Linked DNA regions of Mus musculus: region 2 is linked to region 1. The links are chromatin contacts, called in public HiChIP or PLAC-seq maps. All regions are on one chromosome and are shown on one strand. Each heading gives the region's core, a stretch centred on a gene start, on an enhancer-like site or on the middle of the called end of the contact. The rest is flanking DNA. Distances are from core to core; before and after follow the strand shown. Region 1 overlaps Cul4b (cullin 4B). Region 2 overlaps Tmem255a (transmembrane protein 255A).

Region 1 (2,602 bases), core at 50-2,549:
ACTCAAAGAGTATGCTTCACAGGAAGGACACAAACACCTCGGGAAAGAACCCTCCACCAAAAACAGGACCTCCCTTCCACTCATTGATTACGCATAAAACATTAGGCAACCTCTATACTGTTCAATATATTAACATAAATAGCACACACGTGACTGCTCAAGTGTCAAATTCTTAGTAGGTGATTATGGATTTTGGCCTTGGTTACCTTTAAAGTTCTTGATCACTAACTTCTTAGCTGAGCCGGGCTTGCTGTTAGCAAAGCTAGAGACCGCGGTAGAAGATTTAGCCAGGCCGTTTGCATGGTGCACTGAAGCCACAGAAGAAATTAATATACTCTTAGTTTTAAGTTGTTGCTGCTGCTGCTGCTGTGAGGTTGCAGCAGTTGGCGAAGATGAGGAAGATGAGGAGGAAGATTCCTCAGCCATTTTCGTATCAATCCCTACAAACTCCAGGGTGTCTTCAAACCGCAGCTTCTTCTGTATAGGTACGTGGCTGGAAGTGGCCACTGGAACCCCAAGGCAGAAGGACGAGGTTGAAGGGGACGCCGAATCTCTGGGTTGTGGAGGGGTGGAAGAGGAAGAGGTGGAATCAAAGTCTTCTCTCTCGTTACTACTGTTACTGCTGCTACTGCTGCTGTTTAACTTTCTCTTCTTGGCAGAGGTGGGCGGAGTGGTGCTGGTATTACCATCAGTGGCAGATCTGACCTCCTGAGCAGCAGCAGAAGCAGCAGAGGGATTGGGGGAAGAAAAACCTGTTGGAAACATGAAAATAGCGGGGTCAACAGGCAGAGGAGCATCAAAAGCCTACGTTTATGTGCCTGCGTGCTTGTAGGAGAGGTGGCAATGCTGGAGGGGGAAGGGAAGGAAGAGGAGAAGCACAGAGGACGAGGAGGAAAGTGGGGGGGGGGGCACACCGGGGGAATGGGAGGGCTTGGGAAGGCGGATAGGCTGACACCGGCAGTGAACAGAACGGGGGGTGGGGGGGTGAAGGAGGCAGACAGGTAAACAGCCCTGCCGTCCCCCCTCCCCTGCTTTCGTCCCCTCTTCCCCACTTTCCGCAGGCGCGACTGGGGAGAGGGAGCCAGTGAAGCTTGCAGCTCCTCCTCCTTTTCTCCCTCTCTCAGGGAGGGGAGCTGCAGGGCTGGAGGGGGAGGGGGAGCGAGCCAAGGCTTGTTATTGTCAATAGCACAAGAGGCTAAAGATGGCGCCACTTCCGGTCACGCGGCGCCCGTGGAGAGGCGGCGTCACCCTCGCGGAGTGGGGGGTGGAGAGGAGGACCCGAGCGGCCTGGGAGGCGGGGGCGCCGACTCACCGTGGGGCGGCTGGAAGCGCCCGGAACGCTCACTCCGGGCAGCTCACTCGGGGTCCGGTTCCCGCACCCCTTCCCTGCCGGCACCCTCCCCACCGGGCTCCCTCACCGTCGGCCACCCGATCCTTAAGGGTCCCGCGGGGAGCTTCGCGCCACATCGCTCTTACCGGAAGTGCCTGGGCAGACACTTTTCATAGCTCCCAGATCCTGAAGCCCCCGGGTCCGCCGGACTTGAGGTGGGGGGGTTGGGGGAGGGAACACGGGGGGTAAAAGAGGTGGATAGGGAGGGCGGGGCGGACCTTGGCGACACCTTCGGCGCTCTTGATTGGAGGTTTCCGAACCTGCGGAGGGCGGGCAGATAGGGTTGGTTGGGGGGCGGGGGGGCGGGAGAAGAAGCGGGAAGCCTCCGGTGAGGCAGAGTAGGTGGTGCAGGCTAGGGGCGGGGTAAACTATCTGGGGAAAAGAAGAGGGTGGGAAGAAAAGTAAGGCGAAGGGAAACTTTACCAAGATGAAGGACTAAGGAGTTGCAAGGCCACGGGAAGAAGCTGAAGTAAGAGGAAACTTAAGCATGCCCCCTGCTAGAGAGGACTATCGCTATGATCAGGGAGCGGAGAGGGCTTAGCTAGGAGGAAAGTTTTTTACTCAGTGCAGCAACACAATCTCTCATTTTTCTCTGTAACACAACATCCCACAGGGCCCGCATTTTGATTGCCTCAATAAGAACAGCTGGACGGACATTCTGTTACCTTCCTACCGAGAGCATTTTCTAAGATTACTGGCAAGAGTAAAGGTACTTTCGAAGGCCATGTAGCCTCATCCAGCACAATTTCAGGGTTCACCCCTCCCACCCTATCAAATCAGTAATCTGTAAACCAAACAAAGCTCAGACTCACTTCATTTACCAACTCTCAGTTTAGATACACTATTGGCAAAAGTCTGTTTCCCTACCAGTGTGTTCCATGAGACCTCAAGTTTTAATTAAGATTGTTGATAAAAAAATAAATAAATAACTCGGAATTTAAATTACCAACGATAAACTCTGTAAAGTCTCGGATTTTTGTTTTGTTTTTTTTTACTTAACCCGCGGGACAGTTTTTAGACAGCACTGGCAAATACCTGTCATTCCGGTGCTCTGGAGGCTAAGGCTGGAGTATACCTAGTTTGAGGCCAGGCTGGGCCTGCACACACTCAAAAAGAACAAAAATAATTAATCTTAGGGCATTCTCAGAAGGAGAGACAAACTCAAAACTACAGTGCCAAGATACTGCTCATTGTAACTGCAGGCACAGTAAA
Region 2 (2,602 bases), core at 54-2,553, 350 kb before region 1:
ACACACACACACACACACACACACACATTAAAATTTAAAAGACTGTGTACAAAGCAGTACTTTAGCCCATAACAAAAAGAAAGCCACTATCTGGAAACATAATTTCAGACCTTTGAATTACATGCTTAAAGACACTAGTGCTGTAAGGACACATGCCCCAATAAGGAACCGTGAGACGTTCCTTTAAGAGTATATAATAATTTGTGACTTGATTTGTGCTCAGTGGTAGAGCATTTGCCTAACATGTAACAAGTCACATACACAAGTTAGTCACCTTAAAAAAGAAAAAGTAGTCAGTTTTCCAGAGGGTATAGTTGGTTTCAGTTTGAGTGGGTTCAGCAGCTATTTCATTTTTAAAATCTGACCCATGAAACAAAAGAAAGTTAATGATTAATTATAGTATGCTTTTTTAGCAAATTAATGTGGTTTGCTTCTGGTTAAGAGTCATGATTTCATTTGGTCCATTTTCTGTGAAAAAAAATCCCTAAAAAATTTCCCTTGTGCCCCCAAGACTGCAAGGCCCTCCCGGCAGACCCTGCCAGTGCTCAGTTCAGCTTCCTAAAATATTTCTGAAAACTTAAAGCCATTCATTTTTCTCAATTTTTTTCACTGCTTTTCACAATCAGCAAGGTGAGACACAAAACGATCCGGAGCTGATGAAAACGTTCAGTGGGGAAAGGCACTTGCTGCCGGACCTGATGACCCAAGTTCAAATCCCAGAACAGCTTCCACAAGCTGCCATCTGATGTGTCCAAAGTTCCATCTGCCATAATTTTGGTTAAAAATGGAGTCTATATTCTTGCTAGGCTGCTTTTCTTAGCAGGCCCAGACTAGAAATGCTGGGAGCTTACTCAAAGACTGTTCTACTTTTTTGATTCGAGAAGGTACTGTCTTCAGTTTCCTGCCTGTCTAAATCCTGCCTTTGGCTCAAAGCTTTGACGCGGCCTTCTCAAGGGCCGCAGTGCCCACCCGCTAGACTTTCCCGAAACACTCACAGCCTCAGACAGACTTTCCTTTTCAGTTGGTTGTTGTTAGTTTTTCATTTAAGCTAATATATATTGAGAGGTTGCTCGGCTCTGAGTGCTGTGCTACAGTCAAGCCCAAGGCCACTACGATGTCTCTGTCCAACTTGTAACGTCTCAAAAGCAAGGGGCATCTCTTACAGGACATCTCTTTGTGTCTCTCTTACTGCCTAGAACAGCATTAGAAAGATTGAAGAACACAGATTAATACACAGTGAATGAGTAACCAGGGCATTGACTAGGCTTGTTTCTTCTTGCACTCCACTTCCTGGGTTGGCCCAATGAAGCAGAAAACCTGGGTTCAAATCACTGCCTAAACACAGGAAATGGCAGTTGATCTTGGGGAAAACAGGAAGGCATCTTTCTGCTCTTCAATATTACTTCTCCTCTTGTCTTCTCTTTTTCCCCCTCCCCCTCTGTCTCTGTCTTGTCTCTCTATCTCTATCTCTGTCTCTCCCTCTCTTTCCTCTCTCCCTCCCTCCTTCTCCCTACCCCCAATTCTCCTTATTTTTAAATTCCCCTTCTGGTACACTTAGTTTCTGAAGAGCACAATAGCCCCTGGCACATAGTAGGAATGTCATAAAGGTTTGCTAGAATTGCTGAGGAGTGGAAGTAAGCTGGCCTCTATCACTGTGTTCCCAGCGGAGGAAACAAACCACTCCATTTCCTTTAGGTTACTTGCTAAAAACCAATGATATTGACTTGACCTCTCCAAAGATGAGTGAGTTAGATGGGAGGCAGAGATGCTCTAAGAGGCTGCCGCAGAGAAGCTGTGTCCTAGAGAAAGCCATCTTCCTGCACAAGGCTAAATGGAATAATCTATGTTTGGTATTAAACCTCACCACCCATGACGTCAGTGAAGGTCTGCGGGTTCGAGGGGACAGTAGACACTCTGTTTCTGTAGCGATGTACAAATGACTGCCTGATGGTTTCTGTTCCCACTTTTTTTTTCTTGGCCTCCTTTCCAGGAAATGGACTGGAGGAGCTGGCAATTGATTAAAAATAGGCTTCGTGTGAGGAAAACAAATACACATTCGGCAAAATTAAAGTCTCCAAGCCTCAGAATGCTGGTTGCCAGCTATATTTAGGTCTTCAATTTAAGTCCCATTGGCTCTGGCTGCAAAAACCCCTGGGTCAAGGAAAAAGCTTTCTCTTCATTGCAAGTCTGTCCCCTATTTAGTCTTATGGCTGTTTTCTGAACTGATGGAAACATAAGCAAGTCCTTTTCTATTGGTTTTGCCCTTGGGATCTTGGCCACCCAGACTTGAGAAAGTAGATTGACAGATGCTTGGGCTTCTAGGTACAGGGCAGGTTAAAGCTACTCTGGAGCTTATAGATCTTTAGAAACAGCATGGCCCATATCCGTTGCCTTGTCTAATATTTTCTTTTCCTGGTGAAAAGATTTTGTTTTTGATTTTCAACAAATGCCCCTCTATTTTCATCAGCTCTTTAGTCATGCCTAACCCTATGCTGACAAAATGGAAGCATGTCCTCTGCCCTGTGCAAGTCCACAGTTTAGTACAACTTCTTAACAAATTCCTTTCTTATGTGGTTCATTTACATAATGGAATACTACACAG

What was found. HiChIP or PLAC-seq counts read pairs in DNA pulled down with a chosen protein or histone mark.
Region 2: a contact with region 1 is called in an H3K4me3 HiChIP or PLAC-seq map of the 230-238 cell line, with 8 read pairs. The contact joins two enhancer-like sites. A contact is called at or near these places in 2 of 39 promoter capture datasets (the C10 cell line and pre-B cells) and 1 of 115 datasets of contacts at active chromatin or transcription factors (the 230-238 cell line).

The regions. Positions count from the first base shown.
Region 1 is chrX:38,563,457-38,566,058 of GRCm38.p6, forward strand. It overlaps Cul4b (cullin 4B), which reads right to left. Exons shown (of 23, transcript NM_028288.5): 3 at 1,477-1,650; 4 at 207-752. Among named protein-coding and RNA genes, the nearest start is that of Cul4b, 11 kb to the right of the region's middle. Within about 2 kb of position 1,300, at least 424 of the 459 cell types and tissues checked have an H3K27ac peak or open chromatin away from gene starts, as enhancers often do. A contact at or near this core is called in the 230-238 cell line, where this site is marked.
Region 2 is chrX:38,218,013-38,220,614 of GRCm38.p6, forward strand. The region is part of intron 7 of Tmem255a (transmembrane protein 255A); the gene reads right to left. Among named protein-coding and RNA genes, the nearest start is that of Mir3110, 8.9 kb to the left of the region's middle. Within about 2 kb of position 1,304, at least 6 of the 459 cell types and tissues checked have an H3K27ac peak or open chromatin away from gene starts, as enhancers often do. A contact at or near this core is called in the 230-238 cell line, where this site is marked.